Regions from separate parts of the Mus musculus genome. Here regions 2 and 3 are each linked to region 1. The links are chromatin contacts, called in public HiChIP or PLAC-seq and promoter capture Hi-C maps. All regions are on one chromosome and are shown on one strand. The core of a region is the stretch at or near the end of the contact, and the rest is flanking DNA. Distances in the headings are between cores, read along the strand shown. Region 1 holds the start of Fam136a (family with sequence similarity 136, member A). Region 2 holds the start of Anxa4 (annexin A4). Region 3 overlaps Add2 (adducin 2 (beta)).

Region 1 (4,543 bases), core at 1,042-3,541:
ATATAAAAAAATTAAAATTAGAGAGGCGCTTTATCATGAGAATAAGATGAAGCTGGAGAGATGGCTTAGTGGTTAAGATCATTATCTACTCTTGCATAGGACCCAGGTTCAATTCTCAGCACTCACATGATAGCTCACAAACACCAGTAATTCAAGTTCCAGAGGGTCTGACGTTCTCTTCTGGCCTCCATGGGCCCCTGCATGCATGTGATGCACACACATATAATCAGGCACACACATACACATAAAATAAAAATAAACATATTTTAGAAGAGAATCAGAGGAGAGAAGAGGACAGCTGTCATGAGAGGAATGGGTGGGGTCAAGGAGTCTCTTCAGAGACATCCCAGGAATGAAGGACATATGAGACTTTTATGTCAATTTTAAGGAACATTTCACACCTGTGATTTGGTTCAACACAGCGTCCATGGCAAAGAGCTCGGAGGAGCCAGGTATAGGTTAGGACCTGTAATCAGGGAATACTCTAAGAGCACGGCACAGATAGCTAGCTTCTTAACTCTTGGTCCTACAGAGAGCTGCAGAGAGGCATGGCCTGTTGTCTTCAAGCCGTTAGATCCAGTCTTTAAAGAGTGACCACTGTCTTACAGGGGCAGGTTCCTCACATGTCAGGAGTCACTTTCCATAAACATCAAAGAACCACTCGTCTTGCCATACTGAAACTAACAAAGTTGTCTTACCAAAGGCTTCCCACCAGATCTCAGTGTGACTAACAGCATTACTGTAGAAGCAGCTGCTGAAACTACCATGATACACATTAGAAATAAAGGAGAAAGTGAGAAGTGTTAAACTGTGCCTTTATTAGAAAGAATTTTCTATGGAATCTGGAATCATGAAGTGAGTCTCAAGAGTCTTGCCACAGTCTGGTGTCTTCGCGGCTGAGGCAGCCATCTTGCCCTGCTAGGATTTAAATATTCCAGAGTCTTCCCCTCCCTTTGCTTTGACTTTGTGCACAGTGAGAGAAAAATGGACACTGAAGGGTCCGCTTCAGACCCCATTCAAAGTACTTGCAAAGCACCTGGTCTGTTGGGTGACCACTGCCATCGCCCTGGCTCCAGCTGCTCCTGGAAGATCCCTGTAAGTCCGGCTTCAAGTAGTGGACACATTTTATCCCCAACCCTGGTATCTGAGAGAGGGAAAGCCCAGCCATGGAGGAACACAGCTTTTCTCAAAGGACAATGGGTTGTGTGGCTTTTCCTACCCTCAAAACAGAGCTAGCCTGCCATCTAGTGGCGAATCACAGCAAGTGCCTAAAATCTCAAGCACTCTTCACACGCTAGTCTTTTTTTTTTCGTTCCAGGCTATTCCACAAAGCTTCAACCTTTTTTTTCTGTTTTGCCCTCTGAAGCTTCCCGTACCTGCCTGTCATTCTTTTCCTTCTCCAGAGTGCCAGGCAAGGGCCTTCTAGTTCAATACAAAAATTCAATGCTAGCTCGCCGAGAGAGATTTCCCGAAACACTCGAACTTTCCCTTATCTCTATGGGACCACTTATAGCCCAAGCTCTTCTAACGCAGCCTTTAGTAGCCCTCTTCCTAACCTAATGATGCTCCCCTCTGCATCGGCCCATGGGAAGAAGGGACCACTTGTGTTTCAGAGATGACTGCATAAGACAGTAGAAATGGGAACACGAGAGCACATGGCTGACAGAACCAATCCATTCAGAAACAGCTCGCCCTTACTCAACGGTCTCGCTATCTACAGCCCCTCCATACCCCCACACTACTCTTGAGACAATCTAGAATACCGTACCCTTTACTCGCAGTAACTAGTAACTCGGCATAAATGTTCACCAGCTGGGGAATTGACAAAGCAAATTGTGGTATGTACATTTAATGAAATTCTGTTCGGCAACAAAAAGAAACCAAGACAAAGATAGCAATAATAAAATCTGATCGAGCTGTACAAGAGCTGCTAATTACATTCGCTTTTTTAAAATTGGGATTGACAGAGGGAGAGAGAGAAAGAGAGGAAGAAAAGAAGTCAGACGACGAAGAGATCTTTGGCCACCAAAAGCCTGGCTCCACGGAAGAACCAGCGGCGCGCCCGCTGTCTCCTGCCTGAAGTTGCTTAACCTAGACGCCAGGGGGCGATGAGGATGCGGGAACGGGAACGCTTACTGAGGACAAGGGCGCAATGGCCAGGGGCCAGGGCGAGGTACTCGGAAGACTGTGCGGTGACTCGGTGGGGGGTCGGGCTCAGCGCAAAGGGGCGGGACTCACTAGCTAGGGGCGGGGCGCAGCCGAGGGCGGGGCGAAGCCGGAGGGTGGGACTCAGTGGCTTGAGAAGCCCGCACGGGCGCAGGGGGCGGGGCGCAGCGGGTGCACACGCGGGCGCCGGCGCGGCTGAGCTCAGGGTCGCCATGGCGGAGGTGCAGCAACTCCGAGTGCAGGAGGCTGTGGACGCCATGGTGAAAAGTGTGGAGAGAGAGAACATCCGGAAGATGCAGGTAGCGGCGCGGTCCGGCGCCCAAACGGGATTGGAAACTCGGGCGGGGGTGGCGCGGTGACGTTCGAGCTCCGGGCCTCGCGTGGGGCGGTTTCCTCCCACCTGGCCTCGGTGACGAGCGTTCGGCCGCCCCTGAGGTGATCTGGCGCGAGGCTCGGAGGGACCGGCCCAGGAGAACCACCAGACCGAAATCCCTTCGGGCCGTCCTGCGCTGATTTAGATGCCACGAACCCTGAACGCCCGTGAGCGTGGGCCCCGTCTCCCTCACCCTACTGGCCTCGCTTAACTTCACCCCTTAATCACCCTCTACTGTTTCGATCGCCTTGTGGGGCGTTGACTAGCCAGGCCGACCTCTGAACTCTGCTACAGAAATACAAAAACTGATTTTCAGAACGTGGTTTCTTCCGGTTCAGTCTTGGGTACATTATCTTATCAGTGAGCTCATAGCAGCACACAGGGTCTCTTTTAACCCAGGTTGACTTCCAACCCCCGATCTTCCTGCCTTCACCTTTGGAGTGCGAGGATTACAGGCATGGGCCACCACCCTGGCTTTGTGCTGTGCGGAATGGAACGCAAGGCTTTCTTAGAACTAGCAAGCGCGCTCCCAAGAACATATATCCCCATCCTACAAATGTTAGGCCTGGTAACCGTCCCAGTCTTACGAAGTCCTGATGATACGGCGGGAAAAATAAAACAAAACAGGTAGAGAAGCATGGCCTCCAAGGCCTTGTCCTTCGAGAGCTGTCCTCAGAGTCTTTCCAGTCTCACCAGGCTCTGTCTTCGCTCCCCAGGGCCTCATGTTCCGGTGCAGCGCCAACTGCTGTGAAGACACCCAAGCATCTATGCAGCAGGTGCACCAATGCATCGAGCGCTGCCATGCGCCTCTGGCTCAAGCCCAGGCTCTGGTCACCAGCGAGCTGGAAAGGTTCCAGGTCAGGAATGCCTCACAGCTCCCAAGTCCTTGAACAGCAGCTCCTTGGCAGGGGATGAGAAACACTCGTTCTGCCTTAGGTCCTGTCAACACTGGTGGGAGCCCTGGTGTCCGTGAGGGTTGATATTCTGGAAGAAGCCCTGGGTGTGCTGTTAAGTTGTGCTATATTTGCCACAGAAACAGTAATATAAAAGAAAGTTACCAAGGGGGTTTCTAACCAAGCACCTTTATGCCTTTTTGATGTACCAAATACAATCTATGTTGTGTTGTATAAAATTCCTTAAAATGTATATTAATTTGGGGCTGTAGAGATGACTCAGCATTTAAGAGTACTAGCTGCTTTTCCAGAGATTCAGTTCCTAGTACCCACCTAAATGGTGGCTCACAGTTATCTGTAATTCCAGTCATAAGTGATCTGAAGCCCTCTTTGGCCCTCTGCGGGCACTGCACAAATGTGGTGCACAGACATTATATTTAGGCAAACACATAAAAAATAAAATCTCAAAAACAAAAGCTATGGAGCTGAAGAAATGGCTCAGCAGTTAAGAGCACGGGTTGTTCTTCAGAGTCAGGTTCAATTCCCAGCACCCACACGGCAGCTCACAGCTGTCTGTAATCTCAGTTCCATAGGACCGGACACCCTCACACAAACATACGTTCAGGGAAAACACCAATGCATATTAAAAAAAAAAAGTAAAGGTATAAACTTACTTTAGTTATTAATTTTTCTCTGATTGTTTCATACAGGTAATGTATTTTAATAATTTTCTATCTCCCCATGCTTTCTTAGATACCTTCCAACAGGTCTTCCTGAGTTATTTTGTTTTGTTTTGTTTGTTTTTCCCCTTTTGGGGGGTGTGTGGTTTTGTTTGTTTGTTTGTTTGTTTGTTTGTTTCTAAACAGGATTTCTCTGTATAGCCCTGGCTGTCCTGGAACTCACTTTGTAGACCAGGCTGGCCTCAAACTCAGAAATCCGCCTGCCTCTGCTTCCCAAGTGCTGGGATCTTTCTTTTCTTTTTTGAGATAGTTTCTGTTTGCACTGGCTGTCCTGGAACACTACATAGACCAGGCTGGCTTTAAACTCAGAGATCTGCCTGCCTCTAGCACCCAAGTGCTGGGGTTAAAAGTGTTCACCACCACCCCTGATA
Region 2 (4,543 bases), core at 1,464-3,963, 430 kb after region 1:
TCTCAGTTGGACTTGAGCCTCACCTCACTTTGGAGGGCCGGGACTTGAAGCCTTGCATCTTCAACTGGACCAGGTTATGAGCCCATTCCAGGCTGAGGAGAATTAGAATAATGTGATTAAGCTGATCACTACTCAAAGACACTCTGAGGAGACCATCTCAGTGCCTGTTAAACTCCCTCCATACTGCAAGAGAACAAACCACCAAGGTTTGGAGAAAATGGCAGCCCCAAACCCAAGCAACACCTCTTTGAAAAAAAAAGCTTAAAAGGTATGTAATTTTGGTGGCTAGAGACGTAGCTCAGTTGGGAGAGTTACCTAGCCTGCACAAGGCCCTGGGTTGGATCCTCTGCACTCCATAAGCTTAGGCATGGTTCCTTACATCTATAATCTATAATAATCTATAATCTATAATCCCAGCATTCAGGAGCAGAGACAATAGGATCAGAAGTTCGAGTACATCCTTGGCTATACAGGAAGTTTGAGGCCAGCCTGGGCTACCTTAGACCCTATCTCAAATTCGAAGATAAAATAAAGAATACACTTTTAAGGGCTCTCCTCCCAATTTTCCCTACAATTTAAATGTAAAACATGGTTTTAGTTGAGTAATTGGGTGAAACTGACACTTAAAGAAAAATCTGCTTACTCACTCTGTAGCTTCCCCCATTCCCTGACACATGACCCATCTCCAGTGCAGACCCCTCACCTTGCTCTCTCTTGGAGAGGATCAGGGTAGCCTACAACTATGCAAGCAAGATCAGGAAAAGAAAGGATTGGCTGGTCACAGACAAAGCAATGTGCCCTGGGATGTAGGGCTGTAGGACCAAGAGGCTTGCCCTGTGGGCACTGATGGCTGAGGGAGGACCAAGAGGCTCACCCTGTGGGTACTGATGGCTGGCAGGCACAGCTTGACCTGTTAATCTCCAGACTGCTTTCAGAGAAAAAGAAGATCCCTGACCAAAGCAGGGACTCCAGCTAGGAGGAAATCATCACCCTTTCCCTAATAGCTCTGTGTCTCTAGGACCACTGGGTGAGTGTACATGTGTGTGTGTGTGTGTGTGTGTGTGTGTGCCCTGAAATCAACAGAAAGCTGAGTTGACTGGCTTTGGCAAAATGGCCATCACTGAAGTTAGTGGCTCTCAAGTGGCTGTGGTAATCTCAATCTAGTTTTCAACCTCTCCTGCACACTCTTTACAAAAGCATTAAATTAATTAATTGTGTGTGTGTGTGTGTGTGTGTGTGTGTGTTCTCCAAGCCCACAATGGGGTGTCAGACACCCTGGATCTGGAGCTTCAGGCAGTTGGGAGCCATCTGGAGTGGGTACTGGGAGCATCGAGTGTTCTTGAACCAAGACCTCCAGCCCCTACCTACTACTCTTGTGTTGGTTTTGGTTTTTTGTTGGCTGGGTCTTTCTTTTTTTGAAGGCCAGATCTCGAATAGTCCAGACTACCCTCCAATATTACCCTGAACTACCGATTGTCCTGAAGTATGAGATTCTATTCCTTTTAAATCTAAAACGGGAAGCTTCCAAAAGGGTGTTGCTTGGGTTGGGACTGTCATTTTCTCCAAACTGTCCTCAAAGGCAAACGTACACCTGATTTATTTGGAGCCAAGGATAAAACCCAAGGCTTCTGGTGTGCTGGGGGCACGCTATCAACTGAATATATGCCTGGTCCTCTCTTCTTGTTCTTCTCTCCTCCGTTCTCTAGGGACTCACGGCCATAAATGGAGTTGCTTCCCACCTAAGGAAACAGTGAGTCTGGGAATGATGGGCAGAGGGATAGGTAACAACCGGCCATCCTATCCATCCTTCCACCATCCACTAAAGTGCCCAGTTTTAATGAAAGGCGCAGTTGCTTAAGGCCCAGAGTGCTCCTCCAGTAAATGGAGGCTTTCATACCCTTGAGGTGCACATTGAGCCAGCAAAGTGTTAAACCGCCAATTGTCTTAGGCGCCAAAGTCTCCAACTGGTCAAAGCACCGAGGACTAAGTTAAAATGTAGACACAGGCAGACACAGAATAAAAACTAAGAATAAGATGATTCCTGGGCGCCAGGCACTGTGTGGAGACCGTTCGCTACAAGAGAGGCGAGGAGCGCCCTAAGAAGACGAGAAAGCAAACTTACTTGCAAAAAGAAAAGGCAACACAAGTAGTGCTGGAGTGAGCTTCAGAGAATGTTAACTCAGTGGCTTATCCTCAGTGCGGAGTCCCGGGGGGGCTTTGACTCAGCAAAGGACTGCAGGAGTGCTGTGCACCGTGCGGCACTGCCTGCTCCTCCCCACGTTTCCCAGGTGGCTGCTCCGGTCCGGGACCTCACGCTTCCAGGGCGCGGAGCCAAGTGGCCCAAAGAACCCGCCTCTGGTCACAGCACCCGGTCCCTGAGCCCAAGATCCCCAGCCACAGTCTAGGACAACCGGCAGGAGCCCAAGATTCCCAGGTCCAAGCCTAGGACAGCGGGCGAGCCCAGGATCCCGAGGTTAAGTTCAGGTTTCCAGGCCCCAGCTGCGACCCAGCCTAGGATTCCCCAAATGAAGTCTAGATCTCCAGGTCCGAGCCTAGGACACCTGCCCGGAGCCTAGGACCCACACCCAGACCCCAGAGCCCGCGGCGGAGGTCCGGACCACTGCCCTAAGCCCCTTACCTCTGGTGCGGAGAAAGGCTCTAGACTACGGCGAATGCCACACCCTCGTCCCGGCCGATAGGACCCGCCCAGTCTCGGGGTGGAGACTGAGCCCAAGTTCCTGGTTGTCCCTTTGCCCACAGGAAAGTCCCTCCCCGGAGAAGCGCAGCTAGAGCACGAGAATCGCCCCCAGCACCAGGAGGGGCCTGAGGCAGATCACGCACTCGGCCTTTAACCCCACTGAGGACAGCGAGCCCACTCAGGACCCTGACCCTGCACAACCAGACTCCCAGGGTCTCAGCCTCGCGTCCTGCTGGGGTCGCACAACGTACTTGGGGCCTCGGCGCTCCAGTCTAGAGTGTAACTTGAAAAATCAGAACGTGACATCTGAGGACACAGTCCATGTCCTCCTTTCACATTATAACATACGTTCCAGAAAATTCTCAGCAGTTGCACGCCTCCCTTAAAGAAGACAGATGCAATCCTCAAAGTCAGGGGAAGGGTTCTCGGAGACAGGTACAGGTCACCGTTGGGACCGGGGTTAGAAGCAACTCTGGGTTTCCCACTAAACTTCCAACTGAAGCATTTCTTGGTTGCTAGCCAGCCTGGTTCTGGCTCCTTGCTGGACACGGAGGCACATGCCTCTTGCTACAAGGATAATGAATGCTTGAAGAACAGAGGCAGGTGCAGGCAACAGAGGCTCCACAGGCAACCTCCAATTTCATTTAACAAAGAATGGGTCGCTTTGGGCAGTGTTTGCTCTCTAGCCAACCAAAACCTAGGTGGTCATTATTTTAAATTGTATCAGCAACTGTAGCTAGAGGAGGTGGCTTATTGTGTGGTCAGGAGGAGGAAGGCTGAGGGGGTCAGGAGGAGGAAGGCTGATCTAGACTTGGGCCTGTTTTTTCATGTTCCAAAGTCTATATGTTTCTAAGCTTCCACAAGGGAAGACAAAATTAATCATGGTAATAGGAAGGACAAAATGAAGATTCAAGACTATTGTATCCTTTTAAAAGTAATTACATGCAGGGGAGGTGGGGTGGGGGGTGGATAAAGGTTAGTGTCTAGGAACTGTAGTTAGCCCACAGCTAAGCTGATCTTTATAGCAAGTGCAACCAGGCCACAGGCCTCTGATGTCACTTCTCCCAAAGTCTGCCCTAGCCCAGGTAGGGAAGCCACAGACAGAGGCTTTTACTATTACATATAAATACGTGTGCATTTTACTTATTTTATGTGTACAGATTTTTGTCTGTCTGTATGTCTACACACCAGCATAGGATCCCTTGGCTGCTGGGAATTGAAGACCTGTCTTCGGGGAAGACTCAGTGCTAGTCCCCACCTGAGTCTTTTATGGGAAACAAAGGCCAGGACTCCATCTGACCCAGGCTCATCTGGGATCTGAGGTCTGGGATCAGGGAAGGGCTGACCTCCAGTAGGAGTCTTGACTCTTTCTGAGCTCTGACAGGTGACATGCGACTTCTTCCAACAGATGGCAGGCTCTCCTGGGAATGCCCAGGAGTGCACTAACAGGGCATCTGCATCTTGTCTTACTTCTGGGGACCTGATCTAACCCAGAGCGACAAAACAATGAATAGAGCTGTTCAACTTAAGGACTCAGACTTCACACTAAAGATATCAAAATTAGGCACCACCAGGCACACACATGATGTACCTGCACACTTGCAGACAAAGTACTTGTATACATAAAGTAAAACAATAATTTTTTTATAAATATGAGAAGAGCGCCAGGCAGTGGTGGCGCACGCCTTTGATCCCAGCCCTTGGGAGGCAGAGGCAGGCAGATTTCTGAGTTCAAGGTCAGCCTGGTCTACAGAGTGAGTTCCAGGACAGCCAGGGCTACACAGAAAAGCCCTGTCTCGAAGAATATATATATATAAATGAATGAAAAGAGCACAGACTGCTCTT
Region 3 (4,543 bases), core at 1,339-3,838, 280 kb before region 1:
TAGCCATCCTTTTGGAAGCACATGTAGAACCATGGCCAGAGTCATGGCTGGGCAGCTATGGCCCAGTGCCTTTCTGTAAACAGAATGGACTGAAGTCAGGAGGGCTCAGGACCACACCATCCCAGGCACAGGGATGCAGAAAGCTTGGTGCTTCTGGAACTGGTGGCTTAGAGTCCTACAAGGATGTGTGTCAGGATGTAGGTAGTTCATGTATCCATGATCATACCAGGGTACGCACAAGGCAGGGCTGCTTGGTTCTATTTCAAAAACATCCAAGGTTCAGGGCTTTGAAAGTGCTGTGGAGATTGTCTTGGTACCAGGGAGAGCAGTGGTATCTGAGTGGGGAGGATCCATGGGAGGACTTCTGCTGCCCCATCCATGTCTTCACAGCTTGGATGGGCTGTGTCCTCTGCACCTGTCTTCTCGTTCCTTCTTACCCCAAAGGTCTAGGATGAGCTGGCTTCGAGCAGCATGGATGCACAGTGTCCTTGGAAGGAGCCCAGTGGTCATTCTGCTCACCCCTCAATGAGAGATAGATAAGATGAGGCAGAGAGGGGAAGAGACCCACTGAACACCTGCAGGTGTCAAGGGACAGAGCTGTTCAAAGTATAGAACTGATTTCCAGTCCAGACCTGCTCACCTGAAATGGGCCCCAGCCGAAGGCCTCTCTCTCTCCATTTAGAATATACATGAGGCCTGGACAGCACAGGCCCAACACGAGGTCATGAACTTACTTAAAACACTGAGTTTTTTGGTTTAGGGTGTTGGGTAGAGTTGTCTAGCATGCTCCACACCAAATGAGATGCTTCCCCTGTTCCTGGAAGTAGTGTTCTTTTGTGAATTTCTGGACCATAGCTTTTGAGGAGGCCTACAAAAAGAAAAGGGTATTTATAGAATTTGGGATGCTGGGCACAGACACCAGACACGACCTGGATGAGCAAGTGCTTTTCACTATTAACTACACCCTGGCCCATCATAGCCCTCTTCATCATTTTACTAAAGTACCCATGTGTATCTGAATGGCTCCTGCCTGACTCTGTAAGAACTCAACACAGAAAGACTCAAAAAGGTTTGCAGTCCATATTTACACTCCACCTAGGAAGTCTCCTCTGACATCCCAGTGGATCAATTAAACTGGACACTTGTTTGCACAGAACCTGATGGTGCATTAGCGCCCCCTATGGGTCATCATCCCAGGAGGTGACCTGCCTTCTCACTTGCAAATAGCCACAGGACATGGTGAGTCACACCACCCTTTGCTTCAGCAAGCAGTTGGCCCACTGGTAGCTCACCCTGTCCTTCTTCTACAGGGTTCCAGGAGTGGATTGAAGCCTTAGCAGGACCATGAGCGAGGACACGGTTCCCGAGGCGGCCTCCCCGCCACCCTCTCAGGGGCAGCACTACTTTGACCGGTTCTCTGAAGATGATCCTGAGTACTTGCGACTTCGCAACCGTGCAGCTGACCTGCGACAGGACTTCAACTTGATGGAGCAGAAGAAGAGGGTCACCATGATCCTGCAGAGCCCTGTGAGTGGGCAGGGCAGGGAGGGCTGGTTTCCCAGAGACTCAAAAGACCGGTGGCTCTGTCTCCCTGTCCCTCACGCAGGGTCTTGACAGTTTAGGCTTGCTGAACAGGATGGGCCTGGCCACGTGGGTATTTGATCTCTTCTCTGTCTTAGTTAGGGTTGTACTGCTGTGAACAGACACCATGACCAAGGCAACTTTTACAAGGACAACATTTAATTAGGGCTAGCTTACAGGTTCAGTACGTCACAGTAGCAGGCACCGCAGAGCCCCTCCACTCCTTCTCCGTCTCCTCCTAGCCAATCAGTAAGAATCCAGATGTGTGAGAAGAGCCCTGGGTGTGCTAACATGTGTGTGTGTGGGGGGGGGGAGGGCATACTTTCTCATTCGATTAATTCCCTCTAAAGAGAAGTCCTGCCATGACTGGTACAGCCTTGGCTGTGGCTCAGATAGGAGGGAGCTGGAATCTGGACTAACCGCACAAAAAAATGGGGTCCAGGTTCTTTACCTGAGTCTTCTTGAATACCTACCCTGCAATCTGAAGAGGCATCTGGGGTCCTAGTGAGCCTGCATTTGGGGATTCCTCAGGGTCCTTGGCCTTTATTGAAGAGCTGGAAGAGCAATCCCCTGGCTACTTGCAGGAGCAGTCCTCCTGTGAAGGGGCTGCAGGAGGGGAGGGAGTGGGTGGAGATCACCCCCTGTGCAGAGCTCAGCTCCTAGGGACCTGCAGGGTCCTTAGTTCTCCTGCAAGGAGCTGGGCACCAATCCCTGGGGACCTGTAGGGCCTCGCTGTCTTGTGAAATCCTGCTGGGCCCTTGGCCCTCCGTGAGGAACAGGGCACCAACCCCTTGGCCTGCTGCAGTCTTTCAGGGAGGAGCTGGAAGGCCTCATCCAGGAGCAAATGAAGAAGGGCAACAACTCCTCCAACATCTGGGCCCTCCGACAGATCGCGGACTTCATGGCCAGCACCTCCCACGCAGTCTTCCCAGCTTCTTCCATGAGTATGTGGGTGCCTGGGTGTCTGCCAGGAGCAGAGGAAGAGGGCTGTGGTTGGGAAGGGAGGAGAAAGTGCCGGATGCAGCTTGGTTGCTAGGCAATAGCCAAGCTGCAGTTGCATTAGCAGGCCTGGGCAAAGAGATGCCTGGCTCTGCTTCTGATGTTGCTGTGAATTAAAGACCCATAGGAGAATTGCTCATGATGCCAGGGGTGGGAAGGGTAGAGGTGACTTCAGGGCATGAGAAGAGGTGAGTGGAGCCAGGAGACCAGCCAGGATGATCATCGTTGAGCAGTAAGAGGAGCTGTGACTATGTGTGTGTGGGCTCCCTTCCTGAACTGCAGCTCTTCCACAGCCTGGAAGTTGCATATGACTCAGATGTATAGGGTGATGACCACAACTAAGGACGCATTTGAGAAAGAGAAGCCAAAACCCACTTCGTTGTGTTTTGAGAACTCCAGAAATCACTCTTAGCAATATTTTGATGTATCTTTTTTGGTTTAATATAGATAGATTATTGAAAGCAAGAAAAAGATATATTTTAATGGTATATCAACTAAATTTTTGCATTGTAAATAGGGTTCTGCAGTAATTTTTGTGGCTGCATGCTGATGAATCAATCATTCCTTACTGGAGTTTTAGATTGTGTTCATCTCTTTCCTATGATGGAGCACAGTGTGGTAGGCATCCTGGTAAATAAATGTGATGCTACACGCACAACTGTCTTCTGAAGATAAATTATAATAAGAAAATGGCAAAATGATTGGACTGTCTTCTGAAGATAAATTATAATAAGAAAATGGTGAAATGCTTGGACTGTCTTCTGAAGATAAATTGTAAGAATGGCTGAAAGAATGCAAATAGGAGCTAGGAAGCATTGCACAAAGCAGATTCTGTCCCTTCACCATCCCGGAGAAAGAGATTTGCCAACCTTGCTCTCAACAGAGTGTGGTGGGCGTGGCCCTGCTTCCACCTCGGCTCAGACTGTTAGTTGCTGTTCCTCCCTTCCCCCTGAGACAGGCTGTACCTAAGCCTTCATCTGTGCTTTTTTATAGCAAAATGTCTGTTCCCATGCTTTGCCAGTTTTCCTATTAGTGGGCTGTGGATAGGTTTTTAAATCTTTATAAATTTATGCTATTTCCCTACAACCTGTCAAAAATATTACAATCATTTCTCATTTTCTCTTTTGACTTTTAATTTTGCTCATAGCATTTGTTATATTGTAGAATACATTGTTACAGAACAGAGCCTCTGTTATTTTCCTTTGTGTCTTCCACTGCTGGCCACCTGCCTAGATAATAGGTCAAAGGGCCATAGCTAATCACCAATTTATCTTAATCTCTTGGGCAAATTTATTCTATAAAGTAATTTTGGAGTTACTTTGTCAAGCTCTATTTATTCTCCTCTGCCTTAAAATAATCCTTCTAGGATTTTGGTTGGAGTTGTGTTGGGATTGACTTGGTAGAGGAGTTGGAATTCTTTATTTTTATTTTAGAATATAGTTTCTGTGGGGGAAATGTGTATGGTTGGTTCTAGAATATTCTACTTAGTGTGTGGGAGATAATTTTAAAATATTTTCAAAAGCTGATTTAGAATATTGAGAAACAAGGTATGTTTATGCTAGTCCTGTAATATCCACCTGGAAAGCTTACAAGTTATTTTCATATGATCTGATGATGTCTTAAGCCCATCCAGGAAATAATATATAATTTGGTTGTTATAAATGAATCTTTATTCAACTTTTTCTTGAATATGCATGTACACATTATCTTGAGTTTTAAAATCATTTTATTATTTCATTTATTTATGTGCATGTGTATGTATGTATGTATGTGTGTATGTATGTGTGTAATCATACATATGTTTGTGAGTGTATGTGTGTGTATGTATATGTATATATGGAGGTCAGAAGTCAGCCCACAAGAATTGGTTCTCTCCTTCCACCATGGAAGCCCCTTGGCAGCAAAGCACTTTTCCCCTCTGAGCTATCTTTCTGGCCTTGTGTTTTTATATATAGAAAAATCA

The links. Promoter capture Hi-C pulls out the DNA fragments that hold promoters and counts their contacts. HiChIP or PLAC-seq counts read pairs in DNA pulled down with a chosen protein or histone mark.
Region 2: a promoter capture Hi-C map of neutrophils shows a contact between it and region 1, with 3 times the contacts expected there. The contact joins the promoter of Anxa4 here to the promoter of Fam136a in region 1. A contact is called at or near these places in 2 of 39 promoter capture datasets (liver and neutrophils), 1 of 15 datasets of contacts at CTCF or cohesin (embryonic stem cells), 2 of 484 Hi-C or Micro-C datasets (B cells and erythroblasts) and 2 of 115 datasets of contacts at active chromatin or transcription factors (pancreatic cancer cells and pro-B cells).
Region 3: a contact with region 1 is called in an H3K4me3 HiChIP or PLAC-seq map of forebrain, with 4 times the contacts expected there. The contact joins the enhancer-like site here to the promoter of Fam136a in region 1. A contact is called at or near these places in 8 of 39 promoter capture datasets (the C10 cell line, the HPC-7 cell line, cranial neural crest and 5 more), 1 of 15 datasets of contacts at CTCF or cohesin (the NIH/3T3 cell line), 1 of 484 Hi-C or Micro-C datasets (embryonic stem cells), 23 of 115 datasets of contacts at active chromatin or transcription factors (CD8 T cells, the NIH/3T3 cell line, the SCID.adh cell line and 17 more) and 4 of 9 other capture datasets (adipose tissue, liver, macrophages and 1 more).

What each region holds. Positions count from the first base shown.
Region 1 is chr6:86,363,355-86,367,897 of GRCm38.p6, forward strand. It overlaps Fam136a (family with sequence similarity 136, member A), which reads left to right and starts at 2,292. Exons shown (of 3, transcript NM_025591.3): 1 at 2,292-2,465; 2 at 3,256-3,396. The coding sequence starts at 2,379.
Region 2 is chr6:86,790,871-86,795,413 of GRCm38.p6, forward strand. Anxa4 (annexin A4) reads right to left here and starts at 2,714. Exons shown (of 13, transcript NM_013471.2): 1 at 2,639-2,714.
Region 3 is chr6:86,084,518-86,089,060 of GRCm38.p6, forward strand. It overlaps Add2 (adducin 2 (beta)), which reads left to right. Exons shown (of 16, transcript NM_001271857.1): 3 at 1,311-1,527; 4 at 2,387-2,525. The coding sequence starts at 1,345. Among named protein-coding and RNA genes, the nearest start is that of Add2, 58 kb to the left of the region's middle. Within about 2 kb of position 2,589, at least 57 of the 459 cell types and tissues checked have an H3K27ac peak or open chromatin away from gene starts, as enhancers often do. A contact at or near this core is called in forebrain, neural progenitor cells and pancreatic islet, where this site is marked.